Regions from separate parts of the Rattus norvegicus genome. Here all the other regions are linked to region 2. Evidence: chromatin contacts called from public Hi-C data. All regions are on one chromosome and are shown on one strand. The core of a region is the stretch at or near the end of the contact, and the rest is flanking DNA. Distances in the headings are between cores, read along the strand shown.

Evidence for each region. A called contact is a pair of places that touch in the nucleus more often than the background predicts.
Region 1: a contact with region 2 is called in a Hi-C map of frontal cortex, with 2.3 times the contacts expected there. The contact joins two enhancer-like sites. A contact is called at or near these places in 3 of 12 Hi-C or Micro-C datasets (the A7r5 cell line, frontal cortex and liver).
Region 3: a contact with region 2 is called in a Hi-C map of frontal cortex, with 2.8 times the contacts expected there. The contact joins two enhancer-like sites. A contact is called at or near these places in 2 of 12 Hi-C or Micro-C datasets (frontal cortex and mammary epithelial cells).

What each region holds. Positions count from the first base shown.
Region 1 is chr7:126,608,697-126,613,093 of GRCr8, forward strand. It overlaps a transcript of Prickle1 not described here. Among named protein-coding and RNA genes, the nearest start is that of Prickle1, 73 kb to the left of the region's middle. Within about 2 kb of position 1,580, at least 9 of the 93 cell types and tissues checked have an H3K27ac peak or open chromatin away from gene starts, as enhancers often do.
Region 2 is chr7:126,857,650-126,862,234 of GRCr8, forward strand. No RefSeq gene overlaps it. Among named protein-coding and RNA genes, the nearest start is that of Prickle1, 320 kb to the left of the region's middle. Within about 2 kb of position 1,677, at least 57 of the 93 cell types and tissues checked have an H3K27ac peak or open chromatin away from gene starts, as enhancers often do.
Region 3 is chr7:126,718,785-126,723,507 of GRCr8, forward strand. All of the region lies in intron 2 of LOC100911384 (a long non-coding RNA gene), which reads right to left. LOC103692964 (a long non-coding RNA gene) reads left to right here. Exons shown (of 3, transcript XR_010053509.1): 1 at 1-417; 2 at 728-4,723. Among named protein-coding and RNA genes, the nearest start is that of Prickle1, 180 kb to the left of the region's middle. Within about 2 kb of position 2,992, at least 14 of the 93 cell types and tissues checked have an H3K27ac peak or open chromatin away from gene starts, as enhancers often do.

The sequences.
Region 1 (4,397 bases), core at 330-2,829, 250 kb before region 2:
AAAAAGGGAAGAAACCCTGAAACATTAGCTACTTACAATGTCTTGCCAGATAACCTTTCCCCCTTCCTTGGGGAAACCCAATGACACACAATGTTTAAGGCTCTTTTATTAAGTTCAGAGTGTTTGCTCAGGGCAAATGGTATCCTAGAAAACTCGGGTCACAACACACGAAGTGGTGGCTACTCTATATTGGCCCCTTTTTATTTTTTAAGGCAACACAAATGGCGGAGAAGGTGGTTATAAAAAACATCACAGGAAACCAAATAGCCTTTATTTAAATTAAAAGCAACCACAGCCTGATTCTTGGAGCACAGTAGGAAATGCTTTTGGCATGCAGCTGCTTCGCCGGGCCAATCTTACGTGTAATTGGAAACATTTCAAACAGAATTGTTACTAAGGTCACAGAGCTCACATTAATTGTGAGCTGTGGGCTCAGTACCTCCATAAAAGAGGAGGACTCAAGGCACTGGGTGGGTGGGGGAGCATCTCAAGGTAGAATGTCACCCTTGACCAACATGTCTCTTTCCAAAGGCCTACTGAGAACAGGAGATCAGAGCAAAGCTGGCAGAAACTGTAAATCCACAAGCAGGACGGGGCACCAAGACATATGAAAAAACACGGCCCTAACTTGTTTTCTTTCTTTTTTTTTTTTTTTTTTTGGTTCTTTTTTTTCCGGAGCTGGGGACCGAACCCAGGGCCTTGCGCTTCCTAGGTAAGCGCTCCACCACTGAGCTAAATCCCCAGCCCCCTAACTTGTTTTCTGAAGAGTATGTAACGTGGAGCTAGAAATGAACCGATCATTCCAGTCTCCTGGGGGGGAAAATGCAACGTCAGCTTAACTAGCCAGTTGATTTAACATCTTTTTGTTTTTTAGAACAAAACTTGGGGAGAGGAGTTAAATAAAAGTGACTGGCAGCTGTTGGCTCGTTTGCCGTTCTCCCTTTTCAAATGTTTACACCGGTTTCTGCCTATCTGGTGTTTTAATTTATAGGCAAATGGCCACGGAAGGTGGTACTGTCTTTGTGTTCTCAAAGAAGTCCCTTCAGATGTGACCATAAGTTTGTGGTTTAAACAGACAGACACAGGAGGAATTATCGAACCGTCTGAGAAAGAAGCCTGTCCTCAATCCCCGCATCCCACCCCCACCCCCACCCCCCTCAGCATCCCACCCTCCGTCCGGTAACTGGAAACAGCCCGTGCCCGTGGACCAGCCGCTCAGGAATAGCTCGTGGAAAAATCGTGTCATTTTGGCACAGAGAGAGGGATCTGATTATTCTGTCGTATCTTTGTGCCAGAAGCGTCATGACATCAGCATGCTCCGAGCTGTAAAGTAAGTCTCTTTCCACAGCCTTCTTCCGGAGAGAGGGTCAGGGGAAACAGGCTTGCAAGGGTTCCTGGTTGCTATTGGTCAGCCAGTTCCGCTGCTCCTGGATGTTCACTCACCAGCCCACAGCAGGGGCCGATCCCCTCCAACGCCCCCACCCCCACCCCCACGCCCCTGCTTCTGCTCAGCACCACTATAAACAAGGAGGTTTGTTGGTTACTAGGGTGCTGAGGGATGACTTACGCATATATCCAAAGGGAGGAGTCTAGAAGGACAGAGCTGCTCTGCTACCCTCAGGCAATCCTGGTCCCTGACACACTGTTGGAGGCGCTGGTTCCATTTGCGGCTGAGGCTTGTAGGCACAGAACTGAAGCAGTGCTCGGCTTGACCTCCAGATAACTCGGCTTTCCTCCCCAAATCATTTGTTCATACCCATTTTCTAAAAGCATTACTGTGCAACTCTACAATTCTCTACTCAATAGTCAGGAGAAAACTAAGTAAGGGCCCCTCAGGTTACCCACCAGGAAACACCTCGTTCCTTTCCCTTATTCCTCCGCACTGTAAACATTGTATACCTAGATTTATACAGTTTCAATATTCTCACAGGAGTAAGAGGTGCATGAAGAACACTGCTTTACATAACATGGAGAAAACACAGACCTGTTTTCCTGGGGGTGGGGGGAGTCTATGTTGGTCAAATGTCATAAACGTTTTCTAGACACCCATGAGAGCCATTTTGAGTATGTTTGTGTGTGTGTGTGGGTGGGGGGGGGGTTGTATGTGTGTGCAGGTCTTTGCATGGAGGTCAGAGGTTGATGTCCAGCATTTTCCTCAATGTCTCTCCACCTTATTTTTGTTTAGACAAAGTCTCTCACTGAACCTAGAACTTGCTGATGGTTTAGGTTGGCTGGGAGTGCCCAGGTTCCTCCTTGCCCTGCTCTCCTGGTGCTGATTATAAGCCCGGGTAACCACGCCCAACTTTGTGCACAGGTCCTGGGGATCTGAACTGAGGCCTTCATACTTGCTGAACTTTACCAACTGAGCCATCTCTCCAGAACCCCATTTTGCCTTTTGAAATTCTACTTATTTAACATGGAAGCTTTATCCACTATAAGCCACTTTGTTTAGGGAATTGAATGCTGTAATTTAAAAACCAGCAAACATAACCTTGATCAGATGATTCAAAAACATAGGGTAGGGGATTCTAAGAGCTGCTTGATGGTAAATAGTCTTTTAAAGAGTTTCTATTTCTCTAGAATTAGGAATATCACTGGGGCGTGGCTCGTCCATGGAGACCAGCATGTGTCCCAGGTTAGCTCACTGGTACTGCAAAGACATCACTTTACAGAACTTAACCTTTTTGTGCTCTACTGACAAGTTCCCGTGGACCTTAAAGAGATTATCTAATCATGATATTTCAGAAACTTATGTCCCAGCTTACTTTTGGAAACCCTAAGGAAACTGTAAAATTTAACATCATTTATTTATTTATTTATTTATTTATTTATTTATTTTTATTTTATTAACTTGAGTATTTCTTATATACATTTCGAGTGTTATTCCCTTTCCCAGTTTCTGGGCAAACATCCCCCTAATCCCTCCCCCTCCCCTTCTTTATGAGTGTTCCCCTCCCCATCCTCCCCCCATTGCTGCCCTCCCCCCAACAATCTAGTTCACTGGGGGTTCAGTCTTAGCAGGCCCCAGGGCTTCCCCTTCCACTGGTGCTCTTACTAGGATATTCATTGCTACCTATGAGGTTAACATCGTTTTTTAAGGTCAACTCTATCATATCCCAGCTGTCAACAACAACCTTTCCTCCTCCCCGCCATCCAGCTTGTAGTAGGTGTTTCTTTCATAACCCAAGCTGACTCATTACAACAAAAAATGGACCCATGGGCTTTGATACATATACATATACATATACATATACATATACATATACATATACATACACATACACATACACATACACATACATATGCATACATATACATATGCATACATATACATACATACATAAACATATACATACACATATATGTATATATATGTATATATATGTATTTATATATATATACATATATATATATAATAGTCAACCTTTCATGCTTCATTGGGCGTTACCAGCAGAACTGATTGAATCTGTCACATAGCAGTTTTCTCTTCAAAAGAGTTTATGAATCAACAGGCTCACTCAGTGTAACCCTCTAACTAGTACCAAACTAAGAATAAAGAAAAAAAATTAAATTACTAACCTCATTCACTCACACCAGGCCATCCATCTTTGGACATCATTCTGCACCCCGCCCCCCCTTCCTTTCTAGGGCTTTGTTTAGAAGCATGGAGATTCAGTCTCGGGCCATAATCATTATTTTGACTTATCAGTACGTGGACTACCTCTTAACTGAGGGGAATGTCCACTTATTTCTAGTGCCTTTTCTGTAGCCCTTGCATCCTTAACCTTTAAATGTTTTGTTTAAACATTTCTGGAAGCGCTTATAAAATACCTCCTTCTGTGTTTCCCGACTCCCCAGTTGATGGCATTTAGGACCCTCTGGTACCAGCAGGTGTTGTATTTTGCTTTCTTCAGACTCCAGCTGGTTACAATGATAGATTCTTGTCCCAGCCACCTAGGCTAGGACCACATTGGAGCAAAAATGAACCCAGCTCCAACAGACAGCAAGATAAATGGCTGCTGTTTTAAGTTTTAAATCCCCTGGTGGGAGTAAATATTGTTCTAGGGGAAAAGGCTTGACAAACATTGCGTCATCCTCACGGAGCTGTCTTGATTAAAACAGAATTTTTAGATTAGGTTGGTCCTAATCTAAATGTGTATCTATCTTGCTGTCAGGGTTTTTGCCCCACCCCCAACCCCCTTTTCCACTCTAAAAACACGGACATATTGTTGGGGATGGTCAAACAGGGCTGACACCTCCCTCTCAAGGGGCTCGGTCCCACTCTTGGTAATAGAAGGCCTCTGAACACTGACACTTTACTGAGGATAATGGCGACTGCAAAGGCTTAGTCAGAAAAAGGCCAGTTGTCACCTAAGTGACAGGCAACAGCTGAGCTC
Region 2 (4,585 bases), core at 427-2,926:
ATTCCGCTTTTGGACAGCAAGGATTCAATCTCATCTTCATTCTGAAGCGATTTTCTCTCAGTTATATCCACCCATGGTAGCTGAATTCTTCAGAGTGACACAAGAGGCCTTATCCATCTGGGGCACCTGAAGGGTGCCAGTAATCCTGAGGCTCATTTAGGTCTTCGTAAGAAGACACTGTCCCTCCCCTCTAGATTCAGATTGTCTCCCTAGATAGAGAACCAGTTGCCAAGGTCTGTCTTGAGAATAGAGATGCCAAAAGGTTAAAAAGGTGCTTTTGACTATTAAAGCACTTATGAAATGCTGATTTTTTTCCAGTGCCCGTTATGTGTTTTTATGGCTAACAAACATGACAGGTTAATAGCTTTGGAAGGAGACTTTGAACAGGCAGAATCCAAATGAAGTGGCCTATTGAGTTCCAAGGAATAGGAAAAATGTTGGTGTTAAGCTCCTTTGCCCAGAAGCATCAGAGAAATTACATTTTCATTTAAAACACCATCGTAGTTACAGATCCATTTCTGTAACATCTGTTAGAGTAAGTTCTGGGAATGACCCTACTGGAAGATGTTTTCTGTGGCTGAGTGAGTTCTGTATGCACCACCATCCTTTTTGAAGATGCAATCATTTCATGTAAAATATTCAGGTCAAGTCTTCTAATAAAACTCCCTTAGCACTGTCTGAACTAAACAAACTATTTTTCCATATGGCAGATTTTGTGTGTAGCAAACTTTTGTGTAATTGTGTAATTCATTAACTCCATAGGGAACATAGTTTGAAAAGCATTGTCTAATATGTCCAACCTTGGAGCTATCTGGATTTTTGGCTCCCTGGGACTCTGCATGGTGTAGTCATTTTCATGGACGGGGTGGGGTGGGGGGAGGTCCTTGTGGGCAGTACGCATGATGTCTAGTTTGGACTCTGTGTCCACTGAGGATTTATAATGAGGGGAGCAGAGCAAGGCCCAAGGAGCTGAGCAAATTAGCAGGTCCACTGGGAAGTCCTGATGAGAAGTCATGCAGGAGCAGGACGCTAAACCCAGGAGGTAGAAAATGCTGCCTTCAGTCAGGCTTGTCGAGAACCTTTGGGATCTGTACTCTGAAGGCAATCAGTCCCCTATCTAGAGAGACAATCTGGATCTAGAGTGGAAGGGACTATGTCTTATTATGAAGACTTAAATGAGATCCAGGACTGCATAGCAATCCTCAATTGCCCCAGTAGGAAAAGGCTATCCATCATGACAGGTATCCAGATAACGGTAGAGTCTTAAGAGATCACTCACTGAAAGGTAACACCCACAAAGACAGAACTGCTTTGTCAGAACTTAGAATTTAACCACCGAGACAACCTATGCACCACAAAATAATCAGATAATAATTGCAGACAGGATGTAATTAGCCGCCGAGAGGCTCTCGGGCTATAAATACTCTGGGATGGAGAGAGAGAAACCACCCTGAATGGAGCCGGGAGAAAGCCTTCTATTCTCAGCATTCCTCACCAAGGGCAGCTTTAACTTGTCTCCAATACCGCGCGGCAAGACAACGGCAGTCTCAAGGGGCTTTCTGCTTAACAGACTTATTAATTACTGCGTTTCAGACCAGCGTTCCTGGCCGGTCTGGAAGGAGAGGAGAATATTTCCTGACATCTGCAAAACAGCGCTGCTAGTGGAATATCTTCACGGTGGCGCCACCACAGTTCTGTTTCCAGAGGGCTTTATGTAACATGTAGGCAAATGACGTAATCAGTCTGCAGCTCGGTGAGCGCATTTGAAACGCCTTTGGGATGCAGTAGGGAAAACTAGCAGAGTTAGGACAAGAGACCAATGAGGTAGGGAAGACTCTAGCAAAGCGGATGCCTTGCAAGCATCAGAAAGAAAAGAGTTAATGGGGGATATGGGATTTAACTAGAAGAAAGTGGGATACAGACAATCTGGAAGCAGGACAACTGAAGGGGCAGAGATTAACATATGGGAACCAGATAGCAAGCTAGGATCAGGGGAGAGAGAAAGAGCCACGTGGGGGTAAATATAGCTGCAGATAAGGAGGGTGGAAATATTGGATAAGGATTTACTTCCGGTTTTGGAAAAATTCAGGGAAGCTGGTAAAACTGTGTAGTCTTCTCATCTTCCGGAGGGTTATGCAATTTGAAAGCGCTAAACTTGGCCTGTGTAAAATACTGGCATCCCTTCCCCTGTTATTTTTAAACACATATTCTTCATTCATTAAGCACAATTGAGCTATCAAGTCCTGTGTAAACCAGGAGCAGCACAACCCCCACCACCCGAAGGGCAGTGTGTCAGCCATGTAGACTCGACAGGTTCTGCTGTGGGAGACGCTGTCTCACAAAGCGCCATGTGTGTCCTTCACTTTTCAGAGAGGAGCAATGCATCTTAGGAGTCACACAAGACACATATGGAAATGCATGTGCTTTCCGGAGGCCCAGAAGAGCAGTCGGGGGATGGGCGAGCAGAGCTACTGCCTGACAGATCTGAGGGTTCTGAAACTTGACAAGCTTGGAGGGAAAGAGAAAAAGCTTTCACAGGTAGGACATTCTAACAGGGGAGAAGGAACATGTATACAATTTGCAATTGTGTTGGGTATATACCCCATTCTTCCTCACAAAAGTTTCCTCCCTGCTTTTAACTCAGCACTTTTAGTAGCTAATAGAGGGTTGGAGGCATGAAGAGAGGAAGAACTTGCTTACCAGACAAGCTTTCCCTCACTGATCTTGTTTATACTTGGTGCATCCTTTACCTGTGTTAACATTTTATATTATTAACTGTATTTCCACTAGTTGATGCCCTTTTTTATTTTAAAGTCATTACTCTCGCTAATCCTCCAAATTAAGGTTCCCTTTAAATGCTGTCGAGCTCAATCGGTGTCCTCCTTTGAATGGTCTCAGGGTAAATGGATAATGATTTGTTCATGATCGACACGCTGTGGCATTAAAAATTACAGATGCTGCCCCAAAATGTTATGGTAGAGAATGCCTCTGAAGTGAGGGAGGACTGATTGCCCAGTGGTGAAGAGCTGGTCTTCATGCTGCTGTGGGTATAGATGCAGGAGGACCACGGTGTTCTAACTACTGTGGCTAAAACCCAGTGAGCTCTGCTGACCACAGCAACAATGGACACAAAGGACGTTTGTATGGACTGCAGGGTCACCCCTGAAATTGTAAGTCCAAAAAGACAGACGCAACATTTCATCAGTACAGTCTAGTTTCATTTCAAATGGAGGAAGAAGGTCCTTGGTAAAGTTGGAGTCTGGCCTGTTCCACCCATGCCTGTGGGTTGAAGGCTAAGCCCGAGCTTTAATGATTGCAAGATGGTAGACGTTTCACGAAATGGGGCCTACAGGCAGATTTCTCATCACAGCTGGTGTGTCCTTGAAGGGTTCTGTGGACCCTTTCTCCTCTTTCTCTTTCTCTTTCTCTTCTTCACGGATGTGAGTTAATGATTGCTCAGCCGTTCACTCCCCTCCACGATGTGGGAACTGCTACAGGCATCTGAGGACCAGACAACAGACCACGTCCAGGAAGCCCCAGAGAAGCCTGTACCAAATCAAACTTCGTTTCTTCTAAAGTAGTTATCTTAGATGTGAAAAACTTACTAAGTTCGTCACCTTTTATTTAATAGGTATTATTCAGGATATGCAAAGCGTCTTCTCCATGTAAAGCTGCAGACCAACGATAGAAATAAATTAAGTGAGCTGTCCCTAAGAAAGAGACAAAGAGGGGGGGAAGCAGGGGTGGGGGTGGGTGGGGGTGGGGCAGGAAGGGCACAGGTAGAAATAAGGACTATCTGAGCCACGCAGTTTGGAAAGTATTACACGTTTAGTGACTCTCGGCTATGTCTGGAATTATGCTAGGAGATCTTCCCATTTGGAAGTCAGCTTCTCAGGAAAGGTTCCTTCCCTTCATTCCCACAGACAACCCGTTCTCTGCCTCAGAAGGCACTCCACTTGTAACACTGAGGATGACCCAGTGATTGCTTAACTGGAGCAGGAACTCTAGCTCATAAAAAACGAACAACCAACCAAACAAACAAAACCTAACATTATCCATGGAGGAAGACCCTTGCAGAACCCTGAAAAGAAGGTCTGAGCCCTGGAGAAGGGACTGCAAGGCTTTGTGGAAGGATGAATTGCTGATGTTTGAGTTTCTGGAGTCAGTTACATCTTTCTCTCTAGTCTACATTGTGGGAGCAAGTAAATGTCTCACCTTCCCTTTTTGGCCTAAGCAAGTTTGGCTTGGAATTCTACCGTGATCAAAAGGATCTTATGTAATACAGAGAGACAAAAGGAGTATGGCCAGAGAGCTGGAGTCATAGAAGGGATCCTGCTTAAACCAGAAAGATTATTTTTTTAATGCTTAAGTCATAAACCTACCCAACTATTTCTGCTATGCATTTTAATTTATTTCTATGATCTTTTGTGTTCTAGGTTCACCACATTTCCTCCATTTGCTCAATTTTCAGTGGAGTGATTTTTATCATTTTCTGTTTTTCCCTTTCCCAGAGTACATTATGTTAATTTTGTGATTACAATTACAGTTTTTAACAGGAAGGGTTAAGTGAAAACTAACCCATATC
Region 3 (4,723 bases), core at 1,742-4,241, 140 kb before region 2:
TGCCCATAGCCGGCCTCCTTTGTTCCTCCCCTTTTCTACTCTTCTTCTCTCATTAAACCTCTCCACGTGGAACCATGTTGGCTTGGTGTGTTCTGTCTGGACGTGGGCGGAGATTTAAACCCCAACACTGGGGAGTTGTGTCTGCTGCCCTGGGGCCATCAGGGTTTCCTTCTTCCAGTCATTCACCAAACGAAGTTCAAGACTAGGCCAATTTTACCGGCAGACTCTAATTCTCCTGTGTTTTCTCTCAAAGTATTCCATTGGCCTCTTCCAATTTCAGGACAATGGGAACATTCTCTTCAGTCAACCTTCTCTTCCTTCCTTGACTTCAGGAAGACTTACTCCTCCGTGCCCACCCCCAATCTTCTCAAAGGACCACTGGTTTCTTTCCCTTCCTCTGCACAGCTCAAACTAGAGGTGAGTATCGCTTCTTGCATTTTATTACCAGCCTCCCCCATGGTCTCTACCCACTGTACCTCTCACTACCAGAACCATCATTATGTGGAGTTTGTGTACATCTTCCCTTGCTCTTCTCTTCTCCCTGCCCACTGCTCTGCTGTTGAGTGAGCATGCCCAAGGGTGGCCGCTGGACCACTCTTCTTAGCTCAAATCCATGCTCACTGACGCTCACTGGGTCCAGTTTGCCTTTCTCCTCCCCTCCCCTCTTAACTGCATGTGCTTTTTGATGTTCCTGAAGGATGATTTTCTCCTTTTCCCTCCTCTAAAGGTTTGCCTTCCTTCCTTCTCATATGTGTTCTCAGCTGGTCCCTTGCACTTCCTGGAGGAAATGACCACAATCGGAGGAGCGCCATGTTGCCCATCTGTGCCTGGTCCGTGTGCTGTGCCTTCTGCGACTGCAGTCCCCTACTCAGGCATGTCGCTTCATGGTTCTTTTATACAAGGACATTCTGGGGGAAAGTCCCCTATCAGCCAATGACTGCTGGATGATTCCTATTGAGTCTTGTTACCATTTCTTTGTAACCCGGTCCCCAAAGATCCCTTATCCTTCTTCAGTTACTACAGTTGTTTTGTTTGTTTCTTTCCTTAGAAAATCTCTTGAATTCTGTCATCTGTATTCAAAGTCTTTATAACTGTGGTCAGCATTCACATCCCCCCTCCACCAAGACTGTTCTCTCTTAGCTGGCTCACATCCAAAATCCAATGATTGAATAATTCATTGCTTTTATTTCTATCCCCGGTTACTCTCTGACTGCTTCTGCTTCTGCTGCTTCTGCTTCTGCTTCTGCTTCTGCTTCTGCTTCTGCTTCTGCTTCTGCTTCTTCTTCTTCTTCTTCTTCTTCTTCTTCTTCTTCTTCTTCTTCTTCTTCTTCTTCTTCTTCTTCTTCTTCTTCTTCTTCTTCTTCTTCTTCTTCTTCTCTCCTCCTCCTCCTCCTCCTCCTCCTCCTCCTCCTCCTCCTCCTCCTCCTCCTGTTTTGCCTCACGTTCGGCTGTCCTAGGACCTCTGCACTTGCTGTTCCTAGGCTGCAAATGCTCATGCCAGCACTTCATAAAAGTCCACATCCAAGTGTGTCCAGGAAGCCTTCCATAGCAGCCTGTTTTGCTTTATGCTTGTCTTCTAGGTTTCCTTTCTTTCCCCAGTATTACTTAACACCACACCTAACCTACAGGATTGTTTCTTTGTATCTAGTTTCTATCTTGCCATTCCAGGAGAGTTTAAGCTCTGAGAGAGCATGGCTGTTCACTTTGTCTGCCTCAGTCATTGGTTTATCTCCCTGATGTCTCAAGGGCAGAGCTCCAGGAAGTGGGTACTGCTTCTTTGTGGAGTGAGGAGCGATTGGCCAGCACTAATACTTTTTCCAAGGCGTAAAGAGCTGGGAGCTCTCCTCCTGTATCAGAAGACAAGAGTTCCTACTGCATAGGGTTATGAGGATTAGATGAGATAATGTGTGTCTATAAAATGTGGGCCAGGCATGTAGGAATGAGATACAGAATTAAAATACACTACCTACTTTCATCCTGTTGCTGTGCTTTGGTGATGTCATGCCTCCGCTGATGTCATACTTCTGCTGATGTCATACTATATTCTCATCTTCCTGTTATACCTCCCTCTGGGGTTGTAAGCACAGTGTGAACTCACTGGAGTTGATCCCAGCCCTGCCTGTCATTAGCTTCATGGTTTATTTATTTAATCTTTCTGAACCTCATTTGCTAACACCAGACTAGGCAATGATACTTTCTTGGCTGGATCTCTGTGAAGAGTAAAGGCCGTGTTAAACGGATCTAGGATCTTGTCTTGACACATAGTAACAGCTCCGTAGGTCACAGCCCTTGGCCTTGCACAGGGTGCAGATGTGGGTGGCAGAGGCGTGCTCACAGGCAAGGAGGACTAGGCGTCGGAGTCTGCAGCACCGTTCACATTTGGATTCTAAAATTGGATCCCTATCAGCGAGCAGCCTGTGCCATCTCAGCTCCTAACCCACGCCTTCCTTCTTCTCACCCAGATCTCTCTGTAGTGGTTTTTTTTTTTTTTTAAAGCAGAGACTGTAATTTTTAGCAATTCTTGAGATGTGTTTCTTTTTATAGTTTGTGTCTTTCATGGGCTCTTTTCCTCTGATTTTGAAACATCTTGTCTAGAATCTGGAAGAGTACATGAGTCTCTCTTTATCCTTCGTCTTCCTTTACCTTAAAGCTTTCTCCCTAGCTTTCTGTCACCTTTGCTTCAGCATCCAGGCCCGTCTTATTGGTTAGGTCACACTTAATTTACTCCCTCTGTTTTAGGGCATCCAAGGAGGAAATCAGTATCTATCTATCTATCTATCTATCTATCTATCTATCTATCTATCTATCTACTGGGTGGGGTGGGGGCATGATAGAAAACTGTGTGAAGACGTCTAACTGATCTGTTTTAACCTATTGTTCCCTCAAGTCAGATGCAGCCAGCATCTACCTCACAGGGCCTGCTCTGTACCACCCACTTCCCTCTCGCGAATTCTTCAGTACTGCTGCCCAAACTTATCCACTGTCTCAGTTTCAGAGGGAGCTCCATGAATGGAAGAAGCCTTCCGGGGACAGAAGGGAGAGTTAAATCCCACCCCAAACACATGAGCTCATCGGCTCAGCATCGTGCAGAGCAGAGAGTGGAATCTTGCCAGCGTTTCACATTGACCAGGAAAACTCTCAGCACCATCTACTTCCTTATTTTCTTTACTTTAAAAAAAAATTTAATGTCTTTTGAACTCTGTCCTAGAAAACTGTGGAGCAAGGAAGACCACCCGATCCAATGCCTCAGTGTTACGGACATATGTAAAAATGAAGTAAAAATGACCTGAGGAAAAAAATGTTAATATCATTTTAAAAATGATTTTTTTTTTATGGTAAGTAGAAGTGCTTGGGTAGAGTGGCCGCATAATTCTTGGCGCTTTCCACCTTTGGGACATGGCACTCTTTGTTGTACAGATCAAGGCCCACTTTTGGAAGGAAGTGAATCTGGCGGCTAATTAGCTTGAATCTGTTTAAATGTCTGAGAGAAAGAGCTCTTCTTCAGCGTCTTGGATTCACAGAGCAGTGTTCCACCTCCTACAGAAACAGAGACGGAAAGAACCAACAGCTTTTCTCGCAACAAAGAAACAGCTCGTTAGCCCCTGCCCTGAAGTGTATGGAGTTATGTAATTCTGAAGTAGCCATCTCCCGTTTAGATCTCTTGAAAACAAGCGGAAAACATCCAGACGGGCCTTTTGAAGTTCATTTGTTGTATCGATTATGTTTCTTAAAGGTTTCACCCTTAATAATCTCACTGAAACTCTCTCAGCCAAGCTTTTGAGTAGGTCATGTGACAGGAAGACTTCAAATGTTAGAAGCTGGAATGGGGCTTTCCTTTCTTTCTCCCTTCTGTGAGGGTTCTCTTTTCTTTGAATTCATTCTTCCCAATAAGAAAAGCACATGCCCTGGGGAGGGACCAGGTGCATAGTTATAAAAACCCTGAAAGTTAGAGACTTTCCAAGGTCACAAAATTTTCTGGGCCGTGGAAGGAGTTAGACTTTGTTTTCCTTTTTTTTTCCCTAAGAGTTTCTTATCTTAGCTCCCAAACTGCCCTCCTCTTCTAGAGATGAGACCGAGTCTTCAGTCTCCGACGGTGGGGATTTGCTAGAGTGACTTCAAACTGCAGGGTTGGGTTGGGTGAGAACCCAGAATCTGAGCTTTAACAAGGTCCGAGAGGTGATTCCTGTGCATACCACACTCTGAGGACTACAGCCCTGTAGCCTGAGGCAGATACCTGGTCCCTGGTCTCAACCACCTCCCACCTATTCCTGGAAGTACTTTCAGGACAGCTGCTCCAGGACCACAGAGGTGGCAGCAATACTGGGCCTGAGGGTAGACTTGAGGCAAGCACGGCCACACTGCTAATTATCAGTTTACTCGCTGTGGATGGGTGTGGTGGGAGGGATGGCTAGAGACGTCCTTGTCCTGTACATCCTACCAGCTCATCTTGTAATTTAAGCAGCCTAGTCCATCTGTTCATCAGCATTTTCTCTTTATTTCTCTTTTTTATTCCTCGGCTATTTTATGAATATTATGACTGCCAGACCCTGCTCTATGATAAACAAGGCAGATGAGGACCCCCCTCCTGCTCAGATAGTTGACATTTCAGCGTGGACTAAAGAGAAAATAAACAGATAGACCCGGACTCCCCAGTTAATTACAGATCGTGGTCACTGGGATGAAGTAAATAAACACGGCACTGTATGAAAAGCTGAGCTCTCAG